Linked DNA regions of Rattus norvegicus: region 1 is linked to region 2. Evidence: chromatin contacts called from public Hi-C data. All regions are on one chromosome and are shown on one strand. Each heading gives the region's core, a stretch centred on a gene start, on an enhancer-like site or on the middle of the called end of the contact. The rest is flanking DNA. Distances are from core to core; before and after follow the strand shown. Region 1 overlaps Enkur (enkurin, TRPC channel interacting protein). Region 2 overlaps Arhgap21 (Rho GTPase activating protein 21).

Region 1 (6,199 bases), core at 2,231-4,730, 290 kb before region 2:
AGAGTCAGGGGTTCTGAAGGGAGTTTTGGAAGGAGCAGTAGACAGAAGTGAAGTTCATTGAAGGGAACCAGCAAGGCTCTGGTACCTCCAAGACCAGGGACAGGGAAGTGCAGCACGGTCTTAGCCATAAGGACTGTGAGGGCGGGGACAGAGGCTGTCAGTGTTCTCAGCACACAAAGAGCTGGAAAGACCTCACAGTGCAGGACCCCTGGAAGTGTGTCCAACAGTGTAGAAGGCAAGGGGGTAGGAGCTTAGTCTCTCTTCCCTCCCTCCAGAGGACAGAAGGAAAAAAAGCAGGACTCTAGCAGTGTCACAGGGCAGGGACGGAAGGTGGAGAGTGTTTGGGAGCTAGAAGAACAGGAAATGGAAGGCAATTTTTATAGCTCAGACCTCGCTATTTGAAATTTTACATCACTAACAATATTATTTGAGTACTAAAACTAATATTATTGAGAAAAATGTAAAGAATTCAGAGGACAAGTTTCTATTGCTCCAATGGATAAAAGACTATTTTGTAAGATAAAGTAAACAAAAAAAAGGTTTAAAAACAGCAAAAAGGCTGCATCAACATGATACAAAATTATATTGAGTTTCTGTCCTCAGTTGTTGACTTTGATCCAAACAGTGTTGTACATTCTAGAAGTTAAAAGCAAACTACCCTTCAAAAAGAAATCCACAGGGGGAAAAATGTGCTTCTGGGACCGCAAGTAATATGAAAATATTCCCCAACTTGCTTGAAACCCCTTTGATATTTGAAAGTGTATAAATGTATACATTTTTCTCTCTGCGGTAGGCGCCCCTGTGGTGCACTGTGGAAACATGTTCAGGTTTCATAATGAAGGACCAGGGAAAGCAGAGTCTCTTTGAGGACTTCTCTTCAGGACATATGTCGTGTGCTATTAAAAGCTTCTCTGACCCGACTCCCTCTTGAGAGAGTTAAAGTTCAGTGATTATGGCTTCTACAGTTCGCCATCCCAGATCTGTGCTTCAGTCTGACTCAGAAAGGGGCCAAGTCACTTTGTCCCGTTTCCCCAACCGGTGTCTCTTAGTTAGCATATCCTAGCTTCCCATTGCTTTACCAAAGTACAGAAGCAAATCACTGAAACGTTTTTGTTCCCCACACGTTTCTACTTTCTGTGATGTCATCATTATATAAAATAAGATAATTCCAATCTTGGGGACAGGGGGGTTGGCTTAGCAAAAATACTGAAACAAATTACTGGGGATCATTGCAGCATTATTCACACACATACACACGTAATGTGTTTTGCTCATATCCACCCCACAAGGCCGTCACGTGCCTCTTCCCCCTCTTACTCATCTCCCCCTTTCTCCCCTCCTGTTTGTTACCAGTGTTAAAGTTGGCATACATAGTGACGGGAATCACAATGTACTTCATGCTTTGTGGCTTTGTACTCTGTTCAAGTTTATTCCCCTTCCCCATTGGCCTCTCCTACACTCCCTGATCTGCTCTGTCCGATCCCTTTCTGCACACACGGTCCTCCCTTCTGCTCTCTCTTCACAGGGAGAACCTCTCCTTTTACTGCCTTGCTTAAGATCTGCTCCTCACCTGTGCCCTCCCCAACTCAAGGCTCCTCCCTGGTTCTATGATTTAGAGACGTGCACATCTTCCTTATCCATTGGCTGCTGACAGACGCGTGGGCTTGTCCCTTTCCCAGCAATTGTGAGTAGTGCAGCAATAGGCGTAGAAATGCCAGGATCTCTGCTGTGTGGTGGCTGCGTTCTGCTGGCACCTCCACAGGAGTGATATAGCTGGGCCATGTGGTATTTCTACTTTTAGAGAAACCCCTATATTGATTTCTATAGTGTCTGTACCAGCTCACAGTCCTACCAGCGGCTTAAGATTTCTTTCCTTCACGTCCTCACCAGTATTGGCTGTCACTTATGTTTCTCAGACAGCCATCCTGCCAGGGGTAAGATGGGGGACCGCAAGCTCTTTCAGTGTGAATTTCATCAATGGCTGCAGATACTGAGCCTTTTTTCAGCTTTCTAATAGCAGTTTCTGTATTTCTTCTTTGGAGAACTACTTGTCCTGTTTCTTGGCCAGTGGACTGGGTTGGGTGATCTGTGCTTGTTTTTGTTCCCTATTCTGAAAGCTGTCCTCACTGTGCCAATTATTTCCTGTGCTCTGAAGAAGCCGATCATACATTTTGATTTGATCTTACATGTAGTAGGATTTCCCCTGCATGTATGTGTGCCCGCCACATACATGGCTGGTGCCTGCGGAGGCCAGAGAGGGTGTTGGATCCCTTACAGATAGTTATGAGCTGCTGTGTGGGAGATGGGAATCATACCACATCTTTTAGAAGAACAGCCAGTGCCCTTAACCTCTCTCTGCAGACCGTGTGAAGCCCTTTACTTTCATGGAATCCTGCCTGCCAATCTTTGGCTTGTTCCAGTGTTGTTGCAGCCTACGTTGATCTTCTCAAGTTCTTCCCATGTATCGTCCCTCGTCATTTCAAAGCTTCAGATCTTACCTTAAGACCCCTTCTATCCATTTTGAACTGGTCTGAGCAGTTTCGTTCTTCTGACACCTTTATCAAGAATTAAGTGGTTTTATTTATCTCTGTGGGTTTATTTCTGAGTCCTCTATTCCATCAGTCGACATATCTGCTTTTGAGCCAGAACCATGCTATTTTTGTTACTGTGGCTCTGTAATATAATCTGAGACCAGGTATTGAGAGTCCTCCAGCATTGCTCTTTCGATAAGGATTGTTTTGGCTATTCAAGGCCCTTGAAGACTGGAAACTGACACTTATGGAGGCAGGGTCAATTGAGCTAGCGGACTCTCATCCTTTCCCAGCTTTACACTGCTGCTGAGTCGATATGAAAAATGAGACATTCACCAGATCCGTCTTCACTTTGGTGGCTAAACTCTTCTTCTTGGGAATCTCTGCTAGCCACAGGTAGCTTTTCAACCTGTGAGCTGGGCAATTGCCTCATCCTTCAGATCCATCCTGAATGGCATCCCTGTGGAGGCTAATGGCTAGCTGGAGATGACTCCCAAATGTGGGACATCTCCTCCAAAGGTCTTGGGAGTGTGAAAAGCAGCCAGCACTGAGATCTGGTCAAACAGAAATGGTCTTTATACTTGCAGGAACCCTGGAGCTGTCTTCCATGTTGGAGGGAAGCAGCTCTTAGGTTTATAGACCAGGCCTGGGACAGCAGGTCTCTGGGGCTGTACGGCAATGCAGGACAGTTATCATGGTCCAGAGGCTGACCAGACTAAGAGCTTTCTGACTGCCGGGCTAGTCTCTGTTGATGAGATCTGTTTCTGGCCTCTGGGCTCAGATTATCCTTCCCCATGCACTTCCCTGCCCAGCTTCCTGTCGTCTACAGTCTGGGCTTGTCAGCATCCAGCCTGCTGCGCTCTACTTCTGCCTCCAGAGACTTCCCACACCCTGACGCTGTGGCAGGCCAAACTGAAGCTCCTAGGCCTGTTCTCACGCTTCAAGGAAGCTTGGTTTTTAATAGGATCTTGCTCAAGATGCTGCCTGTTAGTTGCCCTGAGTCACCCAGAGTGACACTGTGGGGTTTCTCACTGTCTCACCAAAATCCACCGCTGGAATGGCAGCTTTAGGCTTGTCCTGTGAGGCTCCACTTTTAGAAATGACATCTGTTTCTTCTCAGCCTACATGACCAGCTTGGCTTTCTCCTTATTCACATGGCATCTGCTCTTTTGGGGTATCCTTTTGCTTCCTTTGTGGACTCCCAAAACTCGCTCTTTCTCTCTTAAAATGAAATGTACTTTTTCTTTGTGTCTGAAAGTATGCACACGTGCGTGTGTGCATGTGAGTGCACATGTACTCATACGTGGAGGTCAGAGGTCAATGTGGGGGTGACTTCTGTCACTGTTTACCATATCCACTGAACCTGGAGTTTATCAATTCAGGCGACTGCCTGATCTGAAAGCTCCTTCTGTATCTTCTTATCTCCACCCTCATGCCCAGGAGTGGAGTGGAGTGAGTGAGTGAGTTAGTTAAGTAGTTAGTTAGTTAGTTAGTTAGTTAGTTAGTTAGTTAGTTAGTGGAGTGTAAATAAAATGATCTATGATCTCACAATGAATGAAACGGGCCAGTCTGTAAAACTTCACTGAATGAATTCAATTAGTAGTTTAAGACTGTGTTGTCAGTGAAGCCCACGTCCCCTGTAATGAGAAATGTAACCAGGCAAAGGTGGAAATGGGCATTTATAGCTCCTAAGAGAGCCCTCATTTTGAATGTGTTGATTTCAGAGACCATAAAACATTAGCTACGTTATTAAATTAGCATGTGTTCTACATTTAATGACATTCGAACCATGTCTAGAACACATTCACAGGATATGGACCCCTGACTGCACGGAAGATGACTTAGTCTTTGTAATATGTTGTAATAGGTTGAAAACATACAAAAAGGTCACTATAAACTTGAATTTCAGTGTTTTTCTTACAGTAACATTTCACCAAATACAACTTGAATATGCCGGTCAAAATTCAGGCTTCTGATGTGGCCTCCCTGTTGAAGAACAAAGATAGAACAGAACATTCTGAGCAGGGAGGAAGTGAAGGTGGGGGAGGGGCGGTTTACAAAGTGTTTACCGTGTGAGCATGGGGACCTGAGCTTGATCTCCAGAGCCCATGTAAGAGCCAGTCGTGGTGACATGTGCTGTGATCTTAGCAGTAGTGTGGGAGAAGCAGGTAGAGGACTGGGGGGAGGCAGCAGTGGGAGGGGCTGCTGGCCGGCTAACCTAAGTTCCTGACTTCCAGGCCTGCAAAGAGGCAGTAGGGTGGTGGTCCTAAAGATGATATCTGACAAAACTTTTCTAATAAATGTATGAAAAATATTTTCAAAACCAGCTTTTACTTGGGACCATCAATTTTCAGATTGTTGATTTTTACCGAAGCGTTTGGTATAAGCTTGGCTCCACAGTGCTCCTAACTCTGTACGGTACAGGGCTCTGCCGCTGTGCCGTGTTTTCTGTTACTGTGGCCAAGTCCAGTACGGACACGTTATCATTTCCAAAGTCGCTTCAGCAGCCGTCTGCACCTTCTCAGTCTCTGTTACCCGCAGTTTCGTTGTCGGTTCCTTTTGCAGTCTACCCGTTACGGCAAAGTCTCTTTACCGTTTGCAGGGGCTGAAGAAGAACTGGGAAGAGGTGCACAAAGAGTTCCAGTCCCTCTCGGTCTTCATCGACTCCATACCGAAGAAGATCCGCAAGCAGAAGCTGGAAAAAGAGATGAAACAGCTGGAGCACGACATCAGCATCATCGAGAAGCACAAGATCATCTACATCGCCAACCAGTGAGCGAGCTGTCACGGTGCGGAAAGAGGACACAGGACAATCCTCACGGACGTCAAACCAAACCCACTCTTCTCAAAGAGGACTATGCAGAGAATAAGTTCACTGAAAATGTAGGCAGTGTTGAAAGAATAATTGAATTATTTGATTGTTCTAGAGAAAATTTTCTCCTCCACTGTCACAGTTCTACTTATAAACAAACCATTAAAGTCGGAAGCTTCACCCTGGGTCTGTATTCCATAAGGGCAATCATCCTATCACCGTGGACGTGTTTCACGTGAACATTACGTCTGGACCTTAGAAAGTAAAAACATTTAGCATTTCAGGGCTTTGCACTGTTTTGTTGTGTGTTTTTTGTTTTGTTTTGCTTTTTTCTTCCCTGGGTGACAGTAAGAATACAGTGCAGAAAACCATGCCTGTCGGAGACTGGGGACCCGATTCCCTGATACTCGGAAGCGCTTCCTAGATCTTGCTTCTAAACTCCAGTGACTCAAGGCGTGTGTTCTCAGGGGTCCAGTGCTATTTGTAATTATTTCTAACTCAAGATCTTTTCAGTATCCACAACACTATACATGATTAAAATGTTCACTTAAAGGAAGAAAATTTAAGAAGACGATTCCTGAAAGGCTCCAAGGAGAATTCTAGAAAGACTCTCTTTAAGGCATGGATGTAGTTCAGTAGCAGGACCTGAGAGATCTCTGGGATGCGGGTGCAGAATGACCGGACACAGGTGAGGGAGGAAGGAACGGTGTGTGGATTGCCAGCACACCACTCAAGGAGAGCGGAAACCAGCAAGAATGAGACAAAATGAAAATTCCTGACTGTAGTACTCTGATGTATTCCATGATTCACTGTGAATATTCCAGTAAGCTGGAGTCTGTTTCCATCCGGGTCCAGT
Region 2 (6,612 bases), core at 883-3,382:
GAGCAGCCCTCTAATCACGTGGTTTTAAGCTGTCCTTTCCTAGCTGCTGCACAACCCACAACTTGGTCACAGCCACCGCCCTGCTGGAGAGCCTGGTCTTGTCCCTCGATGCTTCCCAGCTAGCCTGCACAGATTGCAGCCCCTCCCCTGCTTTCGATGTTTAGCAGATAACTTCTCATCTCTGGCATAAAAACAGAACAGAAATATTTGCAGCTAAGTGTGAGGACATTGAGAAATACATTCTGTTTGTTCGTTCACTTAGCAAACATCTGTGCAGTGTGTACAGTGAGCCAGACACTAAGCCGACTGTGTGGAAGGAAGCCACGCGGCCTCTAACCTCACTTCCTTCAGAGTGTTGAAAAAATGTCACCCATGCAGTACACTTCCTCCACCGGCTAATGAAAACAGCCTGCCTCCGCGCCCTTCCACCGGTCACTCACACCAACATCTTCACCGGCTCCCCACTCAGGTGAAGTGGAGGGCAAGGATTTTTTTTTTTCCCAAATTAAAAATAGTTTCTGCCATACGTTTTTTAGAAACCTATAGACCCACAGATTCACACATAAGACACCGGGAGCTGGAAATATGAAATAAGGCTTAAAGCACAGAAATAAAAGTAAGTACAATCATTACATAATTATGGCGGAAGCCATCATTTTCCTGCCAGGGAAGAGTCCGGTTCGTAGGATGTTTGCCAAACTGCTGCTGGGCAGGTGAAACTAGGATGGGAGGAACGGACGGCAGCCTCTCAGGAGACATTTCTGAGACGTTTATGTGTAACCTTTGCCTAGACTTTGGAGAAGAACAGGTGTGGGGGTGGGGTGGGTTGTGTGTTACTAGTTGTAGGTTACTGATGCATGGAGAGTCATGCTTAGATTTTCTAGGGTGAGGGATCGAGTAGATGAACTCTGTTAGCCCAAGAATGCTTGAAGAGCAGCATATCCTGTCCCTGGGGAGCGGGGCTGCGTTTCCCATGTACAAGATAGAGTACCTGCTCTGGAGCTCTTAGGGAGAGGAGGGGCCATCTACAAGTCATGAACAGATGTGCCAGCAGTCTGTCCCAGCAGTGAAACCAGAGAATAAATGGAAGATCTGAGGGCAAGTCACTGTGTTGATTAAGAGGTAGTAATTGTAAGGTGCCTGTGAAAAACGTTTCATTTGTAGTAGTGGATATATCACATCTAAAAAGATACTTTCTTACGTGTAGCAAATTATTGAAGTTACAGAGCTCAGTGGAGTTTGTGGAGGGATAAGGAAAGCAGGTATTCATGAGTAGGGACATTTCTGGCATCAGTACACGCCCAGGGACGTGTAACATGGATGAGCGTATATGCCTGTCCTGGGGATGCCTGTTCATTCAGAAACCCCTGCAACACAAGCAGCTGGAGATTAGTGAGGGCTGACAGCCCTGGTGAAGGGTGTGCAGTAGGCAGAGGCACACCGCCACTCATCCGCTGCATGGTGGGGAGGCAAGGGGACCTCAGAGCTGTAGCGTAGAGTATGTACATGAGAAGTGCTAACTAGCTGTGGACCAAGGCCCCAAAGAAGGCTGTTGAGGACTAAATCCTTACTTGAGAGAGGACACAGGAGAAAGAAAAACTTCAAAGTGAAAACTAGACATTAAAACAAACACAGCAAAGCAAACAAAAGAGGCCAGAGCAGCAGAGATTCAGGGACCCGGGACAGATCCAATGTGACCCGCAGCTGGGGAGAGCAGCTTAACGTCACCAGGATTTGGAAGAGCCGTCCTGAGGGAGCAGGGGTTGGGATGCAGCAGGAGCCTTTCCTGAGCATTTCAGGAACTCGCTTGCACATACAGAGCAACTCACTGTATCACTTAGCTTCATTCAGCCGAACTAACAGGCTGAGAACCGAGGGCAGAGCTGGCCTGCGCGTGGCGTTCTCTCTAGTTAGATGGGCAAATTGTGTACTTGGAAAGGCCTTGGGGAAGGAGCGTGAAGTCACTGGTAAGTTTTGTTGAAGTATGGGTGCAAAGGCGATCTTAGGAAGCTTGCTGAGGGAGGCTGGTAGTCTTGAAGGGGAGAGCGCACAAAGGGCGGATGGCCTTGACAAGCTTATTGGCCAAGGGGTTGAGCAGTGGATAAATTCAGAGATGGGAAGTTGTTGCTTACAATTAACAAAGTTGTCTGGGTTGCCAGAGAAATTGCAACCTCGCAAAGCAAGAACAACAGGGCAGTGACTTATATACATCATTTATGAAACTCCTGAAACGTGAGGGGGACGACTAACATTACTGAACTTCAAGTGCTCTGAAAGGCAGTCATGGACTGTTCATTCAAAGAGAACTAGGGGGAAGTGTTGGATAAGGGCTCCCACAGTGTTTCTGCCTAGCTATAACTTTAAACTGATCCACGCCTGACACCTAGTGGTGCTGCGCTCACACTGCTCTTCTGGTGCCCGCCCTGTCCCAGGACTGAAGAGGCCCACAGGAGCATTCTTCTGGAGGCAAACCTCAGAAGTGCTGTTTACTGTTAGCATTTTCCAGGGTGACCTTTTGAAGTAGACAGAAGGTACTTACTGAGCATCCATTACATGCCAGGTACCGTTCTGTACACTTGAGATTTCCATGCAGTGTGTTTTCTATAAACCCACAGGTCCACTGTAAACATATGGGATTTGAGTATATAGCTAAGAAGATTCACCATAAACTCAAAGACTTTAATCTGTAAATGAATAGGTCCACTGTAAACTCACGGGATTTGAATATATAGCCAAGCAGATCCACAGGAATGGGTAACTTGTTTATAAACTTAACATGGGGCTGTCATGTGATTTCCACATGTGAGACCTTTCTGGATTTGTCTCATAGCTTTAGGGCTGTGTCAGTTCTTAGTGGTAAGTAGATATTTAAGGATAAAAGGTTGGTTTGTGCTCAGCTTGTACGTGAAACTCCATTGTGCAGAGTACTCCCTCCTGTGGAGACCCAGAGAAGCTTTTTGCCTTCACCTGTGAGTCAATACTAACGTTCCTTTCCTTCAGATGTGCCTGCCAGAGAGTTTACAGCATTTATGAATGAATTGACATCCGAGACTTAACTTTAAAAGCTTTATATGGGTGTGAGTGGGCTGAAATGAAACATGATTTTCATGGTTATTAGTCTCCTAGGGTTTAGTGCTGTCAGTCTCTCTGGTTCTGAGTGTGTGAAACATTCCCATGGCAAAAAAAGTTTGTAAAAATTAAATGTATTTGATTTGAAAAAGCTTAACATGAGTAATTTCAAACATCGTCTACTTTTTAAGTTTTTAAACTGATTTTACTCCATTTCTTGAAGGTCAAGCTGCATAAAGAGAGTACGTGTTTGCTTCTAGTATATGTAATTGTGATTGAAATGTGACAGGTCTCATCTGGGTCCCTGAAGTTGTCCGATCTGCAGATTGGGTGGTAAAACTTGAATGTACTAATTAGCTTTCTGAAAATGACCGCACTTTTTTAGTTAGGGTTTTACTACCTTGAACAGACACCATGACCCAGGCAACTTTTATAAAGGACAACATTTAATTGGGGCTGGCTTACAGGTTCTGAGGGTTAGGCCATTATTGTGAAGGTGGAAGCAGGGCAGCATCCAGTCAGGGATGGTGCAGGAGGAGCTGGAGTTCCATGTCTTGTCTAGAAGATAAAGAGAAGACCTCTCCCATGTGGCTAAGAGGAGGGTCTTAAAACCCACACCCACAGTGACACACTTCCTCCAACAAGGCCACACCTCCTAATAGTGCCACACCCTGGGCCAAGCATACAGAATCCATCACACTTGTTTTGATTAGAATATGGAGAATAGCTTAATTTAATAATTTACCTTTTCACACTCTCTCTCTCTGTTGATTTTGTCCACACCATAAAATAAGGGGGGAAAAAAGGCTAACAATTAGATGTAGTGTTTTAATGTTTGAGTATATAAGACTTGCTTTTTGTTTGTTTTTGTTTTTGAGTCAAGGTTTCTCTGTACAGCCCTGGCTGTCTTGGAACTCATTATGTAGACCAGACTGGCCTCAAACGGAGAGATCTGCCTGCCTCTGCCTCAGCCTCAGAATGCTGGGATTAAAGGCATTCCCTGCCACACAATATTTTTAACATTAGGTAGTATGTCTCTGTTAGGGTCTTAAAATAGCTTTTATAGCTGAATGTGGTAACTGATGACTGTACTCCCAGCTCTTATGAGTCTGAGACAGGAGGCTTGCTGTAAGTTTGAGGTCAGCCTGTGGGTGCATTCCTGAGCAGTCTGAGCTGTAGAGTAGGCCAGGGCTTCGTCCACTGACTTCATTACCTTTGGCTGGATGGCCAGCAGGGATGCTAGAGGTTGTGGGAAAATTTTTTTTGAGGAAACTGTACTTTTCTCCATAATGGCTATTGTGTTGGTTATTTCTACATCAACTTGACATTTGCTAGAGCCCTTTGGGAAGATGGTATGTGTAAGACTTTACTCAGTGACCCATAATCTGCTGTGATCTATTGTTCTCAGTTTGTTTCTCTATGTATAACAGTTATTCATTGTTTGCATTGATCTTAGTTTTGAAAAAAGAAAAAACAACCAAGAAGTGGACATTTCTGTAGGATCAGTCTCCAGTCTCCACTCTTCCCTGAAAGAACAACCAAAGAGCCCTTTTGCTAATTTCCAGTCTTAAAAGTTCCTTATAGTTAAAAACTTGGTGAAGAAAATGAATACATAAAAGGGCATTAGAATTTTTTTTACAAACTAAACCTTACAGATATTATTTTTACTTTTTTAATTTGTATTTTGAGATTATAGTATAATTACATCATTTTCCCCTACTGGTCTTTTCTTCAACCTTTCATATATATCCATGCCCCTTCCTTCTCAGATTCATGGCTTCTTTTTTCTTTGGGATGTCTCTCTCTCTCTCTCTCTCTCTCTCTCTCTCTCTCTCTCTCTCTCTCTCTGTGTTTGTGTGTGTGTGTGTGTGTGTGTGTGTGTGTGACAGAGAGACACAGACAGAGAGACACAGACAGAGAGACAGAGAGAGAATGTATGTGTATTTCTTCCGTAATCTACAAATGCAACCTGCTTGATCTGCCCTATCACTTGTAAGTGTGTGTTTTCAGGCCTGACCGTGTGGCACGGGACAGCCCATGGGCATCTGCTCATTGAGGAGGGCTGGTTCGCCCACTTGCAGTATTCCTTAGTTGCTTGTAGTTCTTTGTCTGTGATAGAGGACTCACAAGTCATCCCCCACCCTGTTTTCATGTTAGCATGTCTGTTGGTGGTGCCCTGGCCAGTTCATGTTAGTTAGATGTCATGGTGTAGCTTCTCTGACATTTCTAGGAGACGATCTCACAGCAAACATCCTGTTCTCTGGCTCGTACAGCCTTCCTGCCTTTCTTGGGCAGTGATCCCTGAGCCTTACATGTAGGAGTTGTTTTGCAGATGTGTCCACTGGAACTGAGCCTCGCAGCTCTGCATTTTCTGCAGCTGTACTCTTCTGTAATGATCTCCATCTGCCGCAAAGAAAAGTTTCCTTGTCGAAGGATGAAGACTACCTTTTCTCTAAGTATAAGGAAAAATACTTAAAATATAGTGTAGGGTTATGCCTACTTGGTAAAGGGGCAGTTATAGCGTCTCTGCCAAGATCCATGACTTTGCTAGCTAGATTTCCAGCACCAGGCATGATCCATCTTGTTGAGCTGGCCTTAAGTCCAGATAGAGAAAGAGCTGTTGGTTACTGCCAAGGCATGTGTGCCACTGTTGTCCCTTAGGGTTATTGTGCCTTGCTGGTTGCTCTGGTTCACAGGCATACTTAGCAGGGGAGCACTGTTGCACAGGCACACTTAGCTGGGGAGCACTGTTGCACAGGCATACTTAGCGGGGGAGCACCATTCACATGCATACTTAGCTGGGGAGCACGGTTCACAGGCATACTTAGCCAGGGAGCACTGTTGCACAGGCATACTTAGCTGGGGAACACGGTTGCACAGGCATACTTAGCGGGGGAGCATGGTTCACAGGCATACTTAGTTGGGGAGCACGGTTCACAGGCATACTTTGCCAGGGAGCACGGTTCACAGGCATACTTAGCTGGGGAGCACTGTTGCTTGCTTCACCCATTTGGAGGCCTGTGTGACATCTTTGGGTATCGTCAGTGCTAGTCCTCAGGGAGGAGACATTTAAGTCAGGTCCAGTTTAGATCTTCAGGGTCCTCTGTCTGAAGTGCACAGTGTCTTAGCAATGGGGTCTTACCTTCCACTTCCTGGAGGCAACCAGGGGCAACAGCAATAGCCTATAATGTGCTGGGACTCTTTTTGGACAGCTTTGACCAACAGTTCAAAGGAGGGTTTCTCATTCCTGCTGTTAGTGTTTTGGTTAAATAGTTTATGGCTCTTGAGGAGAGCGTCATCAGCCCAGATGGGATAAATTCATTTAAACTGCATGCGTGTAATTCAGGTGGATAATAGTATGGTTCTTATGATGTTTTCCGACCTCCTCCTCCTCTATTCATCTCACACCTGCATCTCCCTTCAGGTCAGTTACATTCTGTTAGAAGAGAGACTGTTCATTGAGAAAATTCTTCCATAACTTCAGTTCTTCCTAGCATTTTCTTGATTAATGATTGATGTGAGAGGCCCTAAACCACTGTGAAT

What was found. A called contact is a pair of places that touch in the nucleus more often than the background predicts.
Region 1: a Hi-C map of frontal cortex shows a contact between it and region 2, with 5 times the contacts expected there. The contact joins two enhancer-like sites. A contact is called at or near these places in 10 of 12 Hi-C or Micro-C datasets (the A7r5 cell line, the Rat2 cell line, Schwann cells and 6 more) and 1 of 1 datasets of contacts at active chromatin or transcription factors (oligodendrocytes).

What each region holds. Positions count from the first base shown.
Region 1 is chr17:88,598,387-88,604,585 of GRCr8, reverse strand. It overlaps Enkur (enkurin, TRPC channel interacting protein), which reads left to right. Exons shown (of 5, transcript NM_001106126.1): 5 at 5,134-5,529. The coding sequence ends at 5,307. Among named protein-coding and RNA genes, the nearest start is that of Enkur, 21 kb to the left of the region's middle. Within about 2 kb of position 3,480, at least 36 of the 93 cell types and tissues checked have an H3K27ac peak or open chromatin away from gene starts, as enhancers often do.
Region 2 is chr17:88,308,536-88,315,147 of GRCr8, reverse strand. The region is part of intron 3 of Arhgap21 (Rho GTPase activating protein 21); the gene reads left to right. Among named protein-coding and RNA genes, the nearest start is that of Arhgap21, 69 kb to the left of the region's middle. Within about 2 kb of position 2,132, at least 33 of the 93 cell types and tissues checked have an H3K27ac peak or open chromatin away from gene starts, as enhancers often do.